2 separate regions of the Oryzias latipes genome follow, and region 2 is linked to region 1. Evidence: chromatin contacts called from public Hi-C data. All regions are on one chromosome and are shown on one strand. The core of a region is the stretch at or near the end of the contact, and the rest is flanking DNA. Distances in the headings are between cores, read along the strand shown.

Region 1 (6,757 bases), core at 1,850-4,349:
GACAGGTGTGTAGTGAGAAGCTTTACAGCCTTAAATACCAGAATTATTGTACATATAAAGCTTCATTACTTTGCAGATTTCCTATCAAGGGTTATTTTTAGAATGTAATTCCCAAGATAAATAAGGAATCTTTGTTTTTAAAGTTTATGCCATCTCATCCATCTGGCATGTCCAAAGTCTGGCTCAATGACATGCAGGCTTCTGTCATAAAATATGGGGTTTAGCACCCAAGTGACAGACATGCAACCGAAAAGATCTGGTAGTTTTTCAAAATAAAAATATTTTTCAAAATAAAAGCTAGTTTAGCCTCCACTCAATCAACCCCTCCTGCTTTCACCGCCCGGGTGGTAGCCTCCTGCTTTCCCTCCTAGAAGCCTCCTACTCTGAAAACTTTGGAGGCCCCTGTTTAACAGCAGAGAAGTTATTAGTGATGTCCAGATCTGATCACGTGAGCAGAAATCAGGCCGACTGAGTCGTTTCGCATTGGACTGGAAAAAATAACCCCGATCAGGACATCCCTCTAAATTTACTGAATAATGTTGGATTTTACGTTTAGAAACTAAACGAACTTTAAGCGCTTCTGTCCCCCGAAGTAAATAAATCTATACAGTAAAAGTGTTTTTATGTAGATTAAAAAATTGGACAGATGTTCATTTCACTGAAATAAGTTCCGGAAAAGTACCGTAAATTCCGGACTACAAAGCGCACCCAATTACAAGCCGCACCCACCCATTTTCACGTGTTTAACTACTTTTCTACATACACAAGCCGCGTCGGAGTACAAGCCGCATGTATTAGGCAACATTGTCATCCTGACAAATCACGTCCTGCCTCCCAGAGTAAGTGTGATGGTGGATTTTTTCACGCTGCTTCTAACGATTGCTTTTAACTTGAAAGCTTCATCATATTGCAGTGGCGATCACGTGCACGTTGGGTCTAATGGCACCAAAGGATTCTGGGATGCGGCTGGGCATGCGTGTTTCGTTTGTGGAACCATGACTGAAGTGTCTAAGACCTGAAGTTAGGTCCATGCTGTTTGGCTGCCTAGACGTGTATTGAAAAACAAATGACTTGCCCTTGGTGTTAGATAGAGAATTCTAACCATTCACTGTGTCCGAAAGTACGTACATGGCGGCCGCCAAATAAAACCATAAATTAGCCTCGTCACTGAATAAGCCGCACGGCTGTAAGCGCAGGAAAAAAGTAGCGGCTTATAGTTCGGAAATTACGGTAATTGTTTTAAATATGGTCGATGTTATTCGCAGGCGTTTACGTGCAACCAGCACAAAAACTGATGGAAAAACATGTGGATCACACGAAAACCATGTGGCCCAAATACACATTGCTGCACGTATTTGAACCCTAACCTTACCTGTAACCATAAGCCCTGCCCTAATTACGGTGAAATAGTCACTTCCTTTAAATCTAATTGTCGATTTAAGTAAAAAATGTGATACAAAAGTTAAGGATATTATGAAAATCTTGTAAATGATTTGCAAAGTCATTGTAACTATGATGGAGACGTCAGTGTCTGAATCCCGCAAAACAACAAAATGATGTTTGTTTTTGTTTTGTTTATAAAGAAAACAACAGCCGAACTCACTGCATTCTGCTGAATTAAATGCTAAGTCATCGTACAAACCCGCTCAGATTTAAGTGACTTCTTTCCCCATTTCGTCTCCCTTTTCTACCAGCTGACACCGGCGAGCGTGGCGGTACGCCTGTTACCTGGCGGGCTGCTGTGGTTCTGTGGCTTCGGCACTTTGCTCCTGTTTGGCCTCCTCAGGAGGAATAGGGACAGCTGCAGGGGTGGGTGCAGCAGGAGGATTTGAAGGCGGGGCAGCGGTTGATGTGGAGCCAGAGTCCTGTGCGGGGGGCTTGGGGGCTTCCGGGGCTGGTGCCGAGGTCGTGGCTGCAGGCTTAGCCTAACGTGTTCAGAAAACAAATGAAAACGTCAGAGGAACTGCATCCAGACGCGAGTCCGCTGCACACATAAAAAAAGATAAAAAGCTGGACCATGCAGTCTCACCTTGGATACCATCACTACAACAAAATTCTTCTCATCGATTTTGTAGTCTTTGATTGGCGTATCGTCTTGCAAGATTTTCCCGGCGTATATCAGCTTCTGCCCAGAAACAGGAAAGTTGTCTTTTCCTCGTTCAGCCTCTATCTTCTCCTTCAAGGCCTTGACCTGACACACAAGAGGGCAGACATGATGGTCGGACTACCCGGAGGCAGCCTATCCTCAACACCTGAAAGCCACACCCCAGCCGCCTCCATGCGAAAAAGGCCAAATCTGGAGCACCAGCGTGTATTTTACTTTTGTTAGACATCTAAACAGTAGAAGTTAACCCAATCCATCTAGGCTTCCAGAGCTGGGCTATCTATCAGGAGCTAGGCGTGATTGGCAGTGTCATGATGAGCATTTAGAGCACGCGCATCATCCTTCGTCACCACCAGCGCACTGACTGAGCGTCTCTGATTCACACATGTTGGTGGTTTTACCTCATATATTCACAGCCAAAAAGGCCGCAACAATCCTCTGTCAGCAACTTCAACTAGTGACAACCAGCTTTCAGGTGGCGGCCCAATGACTCTGTTAATTTTAGCAACATTAGCTTGAAACCTAGCTTAGCGAGGTAGCTTCAGCGCGTAAAGGAACAGGTGTGTTCTTAATTTTAAGCATTTTTTGTGTGGCTTAAATGTTCACACAATTCAGAAATTAATTCGATGTGATAAAAGTTAGTTCCTTTCACTGTACCTGCTCTATGGAGCTGTCGGGTGTGCACGCGGAGCTAAAAGACAACTCCGGTGCTGGAAGCTAACGCAGTTAGCTGTTAGCCACTTACCGTTTGTTCGGGGTCTATTTCAATCTGAATCGTCTGCTGCTGCAGCGTTTTCAGAGTGATCTGCATGGCGGCGTCCGGTGTGCTTCAAACTGGAAAAAGAGCGGCGCACTAAAGGAAAAAAAAGTCAGTCTGTGTCTCAGGTTCGCGTTTTGAGTAAGATAACAACTAGCCGAGAAATGTGTGTATCCATGAGCACTCAGCAAATCGCCATCTTTGGTGACAAGTTACGGGCACTCCTGCTTGGAGGCTGTGAGATATCGCGAGAAACCACGAGAGGGCCAGCAGCACAAAAGCTTTAGAAAACAAGCAAGACAAACACACGCGCACAGAAATCACAAGACTTATAACTTTTTAACTATATAGAAATACATTCTGATCATGTTAAGTGCCTGTGAGACTCAAAGTCCCACTTTGATCATCTTTTGATCTATTTTCAAAGCGTTCCTGGTGGTCTTTTAGTGACGATTATGCTGTTTTTAGACAAAAAAATTCAAAAACCTGTGTTGATTTCGTGGACGTAGTTCCTGCAAAGCAGCAGCAGTTCATTAAAAATTCACCTCTAAGTTTGTAGGAAACACTTCTGGTGCGGAGCTACCCAGGCCCCCCTTCCCATCACCCTTCTGTTTACATGCTCTCCTGCTAGCTTACAGCCCCACACAACCTAACATTATCAGTGCAACAAATATTGGTGCTGACCGGCTTTGAGCCAGACGCCAGCTCGGACGAGTAAAACAAAGATGTAGCCTACATGGATCTGGTCTACAGGCGGATGCATCAAAATGCAGCAAAGCAGTGAGTTTGTGGCCCCGCCCAGTGTATTTTCTAGGTCACAAGTATCCGTGTCACAGCTACAAGCTTTCTAAGATGGCATTTTTTTTGTCTGTTCCAGATTCACAAAACTTTTATACACATCATGTTCTGACCCATCCCCTGGGGGAGCGGTGACACAGCTGTGCTCGGGATCCCCCCCAATTTGAAGCTGAATTTTCTTTATATGTGTTCTCCATTGTCCGAAAAATGCCACAAGAACAATTTAAAAACCCCACTTTCATTGGGGTGGGTCTTTGAGTCTGAAGCGACGTTTACAACGCCAAATCACTACCAAATCCGAGTCCCTGATTGGTCAAAGTTTGACCTGGTTAACCTTTCATCACACACAGTCAATGGTCGCAAGTTTTGAACACAAAAACCTATAGCTATGCGTGATGCGAGACGCCCAAAACACGCATTTACTTAAACTTTGCATTAGAAGGAGCCACATAACCATAAACTTCATCGTGCTGTAAACTTCTTTTATTCATCATTGGGTATAATATTAACTCACTCTTTGTTTATTTCCTCCTGATTCAGGCACAGTGGATATCTGCATTCACACCTGGAGGGCCTTTTTTCTGCACAGCAGACTTTAATGCCACTATCACACGACCAACACAAACTGGTTCAAACGAAAGGACTTTGGTGTCAACGTGTGTCAATGAAAACCTAGGAGAAAGGGATTCTTTGGGTATCTGCTGCATAAAAGAGTTTAGGAAGTGATTTTAAAAGACAGAATTGAGCACTTTGAACATGATTTGTGTGTCAAATTGTTAAAAATTGGATCTTCCTTACTCATGTGGGAGGAGCTACTAATAAACTTTAATTTTATGGGGAAATTGCTCTTTATGGAAGGTGGATAAGGGTTAGAAAACATCGTGTTTATTTATTTTGGAGAGTTCTACCACAGTGCTGGTAATCACGTCTCCGTTTCTGGGTTCAGGAGATCACTCAGAGACTCGGTGAGCTTCACCATCTGCTGCAGGAGCTGCATCTGAATGACGGTCGCTTTCAGCGGGACTTCCCAACCGAACTCCACAGAAGTTCCAGCAGGAGGTGCTGGACCCCTAAACCAAACCCAAAAGTGGACCAACTGCAGACCCGGCATGATCAGGATGGTCAAAACCACGTTTCAAGCATGCTGCAAATGTATCACAGGACCGACTGAGGAGAGCGCTGCGTGTCCCTTCTGCTTTACCCGGTTTACAACCACCACTGACAGCAGGGAGGCTTTAGGTCCCATTTTTAAAAAACAAATTGTAGGACCTCACCTGGATTTGAACTCTCTGTTGAGACACTGATGATGAAGCCATGAGTCTTCATTGTGTAACCTTTAGTCCTGCTATTATCACCTGCAAAAATCGCCCCTTTTTGACATAATGAGACATTAAAACAAAACTTATCTCAGTCTCTGCTCTGTACCTGACCATGTACCTCGTCTCTGCTCTGTACCTCGTCGTGTATCTCGTCTCTGCTACTGCACCTGGATGTGGATCCTGTCTCCGTATCTAGAAATATCAACAATACTTTCAATATGGAATACAATGACTTAAATTATAAAAGTCTGTCGACTCAGCTGCCTGTAGAGATTTTTAGGGTCCAGCAGGTGTCAGTATGTAGTGACACAGTACCAGTACAAGTTGGCAGTTTGGGAATGTGTCGAAACGCCTCATCTACCCAACACTGTCCTACAGTTAGATCAGGCTGACCCAAGACAAGTGGAATCGGACCAGCATTCGACTTTTAATGGTTAGCCAGTTGCTGATGGACTGCAAAAAAAAAAAAAAAAAAAAGTCCCGAATACAGCCAGGGGGAATGGGGCTGGCTTTCAGGTGTGGCACACAAAACCGAGCCCAAGAGAAAAATGACAGATGTCAGCAGTACCAAAAACAACCAGAAGAGGGAGACAAAGGACCAGACAAACCATGACACCTTATCTCCAGATAAAAAGCTGTTTTTTATTCCGTTCGCACATTTTTTTAAATCTAATTTAACTTTTTGAGATAACTAGCTGAGAAAACTCTTAGCAGACATAGCTGCACTTTTGTTTTTCGAAAATTCAGTTAAAAAAAAGTCAAATGTTGTAATTTTGTTCTGTGTAAAATCCAACAAAGAATCTACATTCATTCTATGGGCTGGCACTATTTAATTAACCTTAACTTCTGTTTCTAGAACTGAGGTATCTTCAACGATTGTTAGTTACCATAGCAACCAACTCCATAAACTCTATAAATTCAACCAGGTTGAATTCCAGGTAAGTTTATACTCCACTAATCACACCATCACAACTTGTTTTGTTGGATATATTTATATTCTTCTTGTACTCTGGATCTCTATATTATGTCTATTTTAAGACTAATTTCTTTTGATTTAGTTTTTTTAGTTTTTTCATAGATTTTGACAAAAAACATTTTTAAAAAACATGACCTGTGCTTTTTCAACCAGCAATATATAATATTATAACAAAATAAGCTCACATTTTTGGAGGCAAAGTTAACCACTTTAAAATTTTAGAAGAGCACAAATTTTTAAATCTATTTGAAAACCGGGGAAAATAGAAATAATAAAACCTCAAACAAAAACACTTAAAAATAGCTTAAAAAAAGAAAACATAAGAACCTTAAAAAAAAACCAATATAATGAATCTAAAATAAAAAACTTAAACAAAAAGAACTTTAAAAAACACTTAATACACTTACAAAAAATGCAAAATAAAAAAAATCTAAAATTTATTAAAAATATAAAAATCTAAGAACCTAAAACAAAAAATAAAAATAACTAAGATGACGCATAAAAGAAAAGAAAAAAAGTTAAACAAATTTTAAAAACTTGCAAAAAAACTGAAAAAAGAGAAACAAAGAAAGCCCTAAAACAAAACAAAAAACTGAAAATCAAAAAGACTATTTAAAAAACGTTAAAACACCTAAAAATAACTTGCAAAAAGAAAGAATAAGACAAAGGAAACCTAAAAAGCTCATTTATCATGCAAAATCCATTTGAGCTTTTGAGTGTTTTATTATGTTCACAAAAAACATCCCCAAAACGGAAAATTTATCCGTTCACACATTTCTGAGTATTCCTGCTCTCAGAGCACC
Region 2 (6,757 bases), core at 2,878-5,377, 200 kb after region 1:
GGTCACTCTGGACTGTCGCCACCTGATGCAAGCTCATCCACCTACAGTTGGAAGAGGCTTGGTGCAAAACGTCAAAGCGGTGCAAATCTGGTGAATCTCGCTCCAGGCTTTGACTTTCACAGCTCTATTCTGATACATGAAAGACTTGCTGTCGTTTGATTCCTGTCGGCCACAAACCACAGTTATTGATTTCTCCTTTATGATCAATTTAAAAATGGTCTGTGACTTTATAGGGATGCCATCCGTATGTCACTACAAAATCAGATTCCCTGATTGGTCCAAGTTCCACCTGATTTAACTTCAACTTGCGCTCTGCGGCCACATGTTTTGTACCTAGAGGCTAAGAAAGGGTCTAATAAATGTGCGTAGCTACATGTCAATGCGAGGGAAGCCCACAGACTTTACACAGACTTTTTTATCAGAACATGGTCGCTTGAACGTGCGTTTCTGGTGTGAACGGTGCTTCAGTGTTTTTACATCCTCCAAACCAGACATTCATTTCTAAGAAGCAGCAAATCTTTTCCTCAAACCATGCATTTAGGTTTGCGGAGGTATCGTACATGAATGTTTTTAATTCTGAAAAGTTTCAAGATGAAAAATCTCCTTTTTCTGTTGTGTGGAAACACTTCCACCAGATGTTTGTGGAGGAGCAAACAGGAAGGAAACATCAGGGGATCTTGGGAGTCCAAATGTCTTCTGAGGACACGAATGAACGTTCCTGTGGAGGGAAGTGAGCTGGAGGGACTGCCCGTCAACATTTGACTCTGGGATAAGGTTTTCCAAAGATGTCTTCCTGTTTGCTTGATGCAGTGAGAACCAGCAGCTTCGGGGAGGTTTGCAGCTGAGTGAGATGATGAATTAGCACCTCCTGAAGTCACATTAGGATCCCTGATTCTGCTGCAAAAGCAGGAATTACTCTCTGTGGTGAAAGAAACAAGGAAACTTTCTAACCAGTCGCTTGAATTGGTTGTAAAAAACTGACTGATAGAGTCAAATCAATTTTTACATAGAAAATGAAACATGAAACACTCAATTCCTTTATTTTAAAGCAATTGATTGTATTTTATTGAGTGAAAAGGATTTTTAGTTATTTTTAAGGGTTAGAAATCAAAGTTTTATTAACAAAAGTTTTACTTTTGTTGAGTTTTAGTGACTAGTAAATTAAAAAAGTTCTTCTTAAAGACCCACTCCGATGAAAATTGCGTTTCTAACATGTTCTGGTGATATTTTTCTGAGGATGGATCAAGAAAATTAAGGATAAAACTGCATTTCTGCGTATTTTTATGTTTAAATTGTTGGGAATGAGGGGCCGAACGAAAGAAATGCTGTTTGTGATGCGGAAAACACGTCAAAAAGAATGTAAGGGCTGGACAGCTCCAATATTATGTCACCGTTTTTGTTGCAACGGTAATGTTATGTTTGGGGTTTGAGGGGCTGTAAGCTAGCGGATCATGGGAAATGGAGGCGGGGTTGACTCAGAGTGAATTACTGATGAAATCATGCCGTTCTGCTTAGCTAAAAACAGCATCGTCAGAATTAAAAGACGACTTGGAACGCTTTGAAAATAAATCCAAAGATGATAGGAGCTGGACATGAAGGTGTAAATCAGACCTTTTTAAGGTTGTAGTTGGCTATTTTTGATCTTGCTGAAAAATTTGCAAATTGTTAAATTCTTAATTCTTAGATCGCCTCAAAGCATCAACGAGAAACCTTAAACGTTGCTTGAAAATGAAGGGGAAAAAAATCAGCAAAAAGTGAAGGCAGTTGATCCCTAAGCAACGTCTATGGAAATAGAAACTTTGTAAATGATGAGTAAATGATCTGGATTAGTAGCTTTCTGATTTGTTTTCTGTTTTTCCCCTTTCTGATTGAAAGCATTAGGAATTTGATGTTAAATCATGAAGCTGTGAGGGAAATCCAGCGTTCGGCTGCATCCTGCAGCTGCTGCCGACTTGATGATTCTGGTTTTTCTGAGCTGGAGTGCACTTTACCGTCGCCTGAAGGGGTTTTTGTGATGTCCTCCTGTACATAATGTCCACTGTGACGCACTGGCGCTTTTTGGAGGCTACGCAATGTCCTGTGCTTTCACTCTTTCAGGGACTTCCTTTCAGTTTTGCCAGAAACAGCTGGAAGGTTTTTCTTTTCTTTCTTCCAGGATTGTTCCTGCTTCCTCTGTTTCCCGGAGCCTGTTTCAGTTTCTGACACTTATTCATGCTTTGACTCACGAACCCAACCCAGCAGAAGCCTCATTAGCTCTTTTTGAAAGGTTGTTTTGAGTCAAATCAAAATTATTGTTGAGCTAAATGTGATTAGAAATACACAACAACCCCAATACAGTAAATACACATTTTATGAGCAAAAACTTTGAATTTGTGTGCAAAAACACAAATTTAGTTGTAGAAACATTGAGGTACCTGTGAGACACAAAAGGGGGACAGAACTGAAGGCCTTCAGGACCGCAGCGGCATCACCAAACCGGCCTGACATCTGAAAAGCAGGTTTAGTTTGTGACACGAGGAACCACAAAGCCCAACCTGAAGACGTGGACCCAAACCGACTCCAGCTCTCAGCTTGGTCTCCACTAAAGTTCACTCAGTCACTTTAAACCAAGCCTCATTCAGCTCTGATCAGCTCATAAAAAGGAACGTTGAACTGGTTCTGGTAGATGAAAGTCTCTGATTTTCTTTGAAGGTCCTCTGACCATGGCGTCCTGACCTTGGGATGACCTTAAAGAACGTCCCTCCTGAAGGCCCTGCCTGCTGTTAAATCTGAACCCAACTACAGGAAGCCACTTTTATTCTCACAGTGAGGCGACAAACTGCTGGGTTTTAGCTGAAGGCTCCAGAACCAACGATCCAGTCAGAACCTGGACGGAATATAAACTCTGGTGGCGGACGAGCGGACCCCCTCTCATTTCAGTCCAGAGAAGCAAAACTGTAAAAATGGGACAAGATGCTTTGATTTGCTCATGAGCGCTCAGGCAGGCCGGTGTCTGTGCTGCCCACACACTAGAGTGGGCTGAGTGAGGAACAGACTGGAGGCTGCAGAGCAGCACCAACGAGGGGAGAGGGTCTGCACACCCAGCAGAACCAAGCAGAACCCAACATGACTGACTAGAATAGAATAGAATAGAGTAGAGTAGAGTAGAGTAGAGTAGAATAGAATAGAATAGAATAGAATAGAATAGAATAGAATAGAATAGAATAGAATAGAATAGAATGACTGAGCCAACAGTCAAAGGAGTATCATCTTCAGCAGGCTCACATCCTCCTCCCTGTGCTGCAGTGGCCTCACTTGGGGTCTGGAGATGGACTATCGGTCTCCAATCCTGCTGCTAATCTTCTCCAGAGACCCCCCCCCCCACACACACACACACACACACACACGCTCGTGAGGCCTCGCGGCAGCAAACCTCCAGCTGTGTCTGTAGCTCTTACTTGCTTTCCCAGGCCTCTGCAGCAGCTTCTGCACGGTGAGCAGGTCCTCGGTCTTCACCGCCTGCAGCAGTTCCTGGTCCTTCCCCATCTTCCGCTCTGAGCAGCTTCACTCCCGCAGCATCCTCCGACGCGGCGGCGCCTCTGCGCAGCCTCTTCGCGTGCAGGGCGCGTCTGCGGCCGCGAGCCGCCTGCCTCCACCGCCTCCTGGCTGTCTGGCTGAGAGGAAGACCTCCACCCGCTGTGGCATGTGATGCAGCGAGGAGGCAGAGCCGCTGGAATGGAGGGATGCTCTCTGGTCCCCCCCCTCCTCCTCCACCACCACCACCACCAGCCGCCACCCCGCCTATGGGTGCAGCGTGGCTGGATTCAGAATCCCGGGCGCGTCTGGAGGCTCGTGAGGTTGATGGAGATGAAAGGTCCGGTGTCACGTCGGCAGTCGGGACCGGAGGTTCGAAGCTCCAAACGCACAGCAGCGCACCGCTCAGCCCCGATCCGCGCCGAAGAGGACGCGGTGCGGCCAGAGACGAGCTCCACGCGCTGCGCGTCAGCGCTGCGAGGATCGTGCGCGCGCCAGGCTGGCCTCTCTCGGCGCCGTGCGTCCTAAACTCGGCCCAGCGGCGCTGCAGCAACCATCGCTCCGCGTGCGCCCCGGCTCTCTATTCGGTGACGGTTTCTGTCCGCGTGGGGGGGGGGGAGGGGGGAGGGACCGCGCGGGAGGGGGCACGCGCTCGCGCGCTCTACAGCTGGCCCAGCTCTCCAACCACTAAACGGCTCATGTGTTCCAAGTTGGGGGCGGACCCCAACAGAACGGCTCTCCCGCCTCCTCCTCTGTCTGTTTGTGCGGCTGCTGTGCGCAGATGGATCCGGATCATGACGACACACCCATCAGCCTCCGAACCGAACCTCAGTCAGAACCCTTTCTATTCACTACGATCTGCTTTTTATCGAGTTTCATCGCGGAGAAACCTTTGATTAGTGACATCATGTTCTCACTCAACCAACAAAACATAATCTAATTTCAGCTGTCAGGCACGAGAGAGGCAGAATCATGATGTGGGCCTGTTTGGGCGCCCATGAACTGCTCTGTGTGCAGAAGTAAATGACTGCTGTTGGCTCTAGATCACACCGGGAGCACATCCACGTCCAGAACTCTGGATTTCAGGAGAAGAAACCCGTTAAAGGTGAAATCCTCAAACTGTCTAAAATGCGGGACAGCAGCAGGTGGATCCTTTGGGTGTTTCATGTTTTTCAATACAAAATAATTCCAGAGTTTATCTAGAAAAAGAATCTAGAAAAATATTGTGACAGCGGAAAATGAAACTACAAGTAAACTAAATGTTTGGCTTGATTACAGAGAACTTAAACCCTAATCTGATGTGTTTTTGACGTTTTTAACAGGTTCTTATGGCTTTTTTCGGACGATGGAGGATGTAAAAAAGGAGTTTAAAAATGCATTTCTGAGTATTTCTTTAATCAAATTATTGTGAAAAAGGAGCAGATGAAAAAAGATCCGATTTGTGACCGAGGGGCGGGGCCACAGGCTCCCTGCTCTGCTCCGTTCTGATGCCTCCACTTATAGACAAATAGATCCAGGAACGCCCTTTTTGTCCCCGTCTGAGCCGGAATCTGGATCAGAACTCTACGGCTGGAGGCCGCCAATACTGCTCGCCATTTTTGTTGCACCGCTGTTGCTAAGGTTGGGGATGTGAGGGGCTGTAAGCTAGCTGGAGAGAGTGTAAACAGACAGTTTGCAGCAACGTGGAGGAGAAGGGGGGCAGGATTGCTCCACCAAGATTCCTGCCAACAATTCAAAGGTAAATTTCTAATGAACTCCTGCCGCTCTGCAGCAACTATGTCCTAGAAAATGGCAAAAGGTTTTTTTGTTTTGTTATTTTGGCTGAAAATTGCATAATCATAATTAAAAGACCAAAACAGTTTAAGAAAAGATCAAAAGATGAACAAACTTTAAAGTTTTATTGAACTGTGTCTGTTTTTTTTAAATTGACTGAGTCACTTAAATAATAACTAAATATGGTGTAATTTGGTAAATTTGGTGTCATTCTGTTTCAGTCTAGTTTAAATAAACACGGTTTGTTAAAGAGACATTAGGCGATCAATCAAACTTTATTTACAAAAAAGAGCTTTACAGTTAAAAACAGAGACAGATTGACATAAAACGAGGAAAACACAGCCCGTCCTTTACCATAACCCCCCTCCCTCCACTGGCACACACAACCCATGACCCCACACACAATGAATAAGTGAATTCTAACAGAAGCACAAGGCTTGTCTCTGCTGTGAGGAAACAGTATTTGGAAATCTGTTCATATCAGGAGCCGCCTCAGCCACAGTCCCCACCACAACCGGGACGACTATTTTAATCTTTTACATTTAAAATATGTTGATGGTTCAGTGATTTTTGTGTTTCATGCTTAATTAATGGATCATTACATGAAATTCAAGCAAGAATACCAAAAACCTATAAGCTGCTGCAGCGATTCCTTCAAGTTTGTAATGCAACAACGAAACTAAAGATGTATATTGTTTTTGTTTTGTTTTTTAAATGGGGGGGCATTAGCTGCATTCACAATGCAGACCAAATAGGTGAAAGACACAAACCTCTGATTATTGATTGTATTTCTGCTCAAACTATCATCAAAGCGTCTTTTTCATCAATGGCAGTCGGTTGGAGCTGAGACTGTTGTTGTTCAGCTGAGGGTCCAACAGCAGGAACGGATCCAGCAGTTCTGTTCAGCTGAGTTCAGTTAATCTGCTGCTGCAGCCAAAAACACCTGGAAGTTGGGAAGAATCTATCATCTTCTGCCAAAATATAAGCAGAAAAAAAAAATCAGGAATTTGATATTTTCTCCTGACTATCCATCCATATTCAGGAGCACGTCCAGAACTGGAAAGACTCTTCCGACTTTTGCCAGCAACATGTTATTTGTCTCTGTCCGTCCTCCTCCAGATTTTTTGACTCCACTCTCCTCTCCATTGTGTGTGTGTGGGCAGAGAGCGGAGCTTCATCGCTGCTCCAGGCCTCCTCCACACATCCACGAGTTATGTAAGAACACTAAAGGTTGGCCCGTGTGCTACCGGGAGATTATTCATGTATCTATAGAATGCAAATGTTGCTCTTTGTGTAGCTTGGACCTGTGTTAATACAATGCTTAGGGAGTAAATGTACATATGAAGAGCACTTTTCTGCACCAGCTTGTCCGTCCTGCTGCTGCTGTAGTTTTTTATGTTTGTCTAAAGAATGAAGCAGCAGTAACATTAAAGCAAAGCAAAGACATTATAGATAGCAAAGCAAAGACATT

The links. A called contact is a pair of places that touch in the nucleus more often than the background predicts.
Region 2: a Hi-C map of embryo shows a contact between it and region 1, with 2.1 times the contacts expected there. The contact joins the promoter of caskin1 here to the promoter of rad23a in region 1. A contact is called at or near these places in 2 of 5 Hi-C or Micro-C datasets (embryo and fibroblasts).

What each region holds. Positions count from the first base shown.
Region 1 is chr8:22,942,220-22,948,976 of ASM223467v1, forward strand. rad23a (UV excision repair protein RAD23 homolog A) reads right to left here and starts at 3,100. Exons shown (of 9, transcript XM_023957763.1): 1 at 2,850-3,100; 2 at 2,030-2,191; 3 at 1,729-1,925. The coding sequence starts at 2,915.
Region 2 is chr8:23,136,384-23,143,140 of ASM223467v1, forward strand. caskin1 (caskin-1) reads right to left here and starts at 4,128. Exons shown (of 24, transcript XM_023957765.1): 1 at 3,438-4,128. The coding sequence starts at 3,525.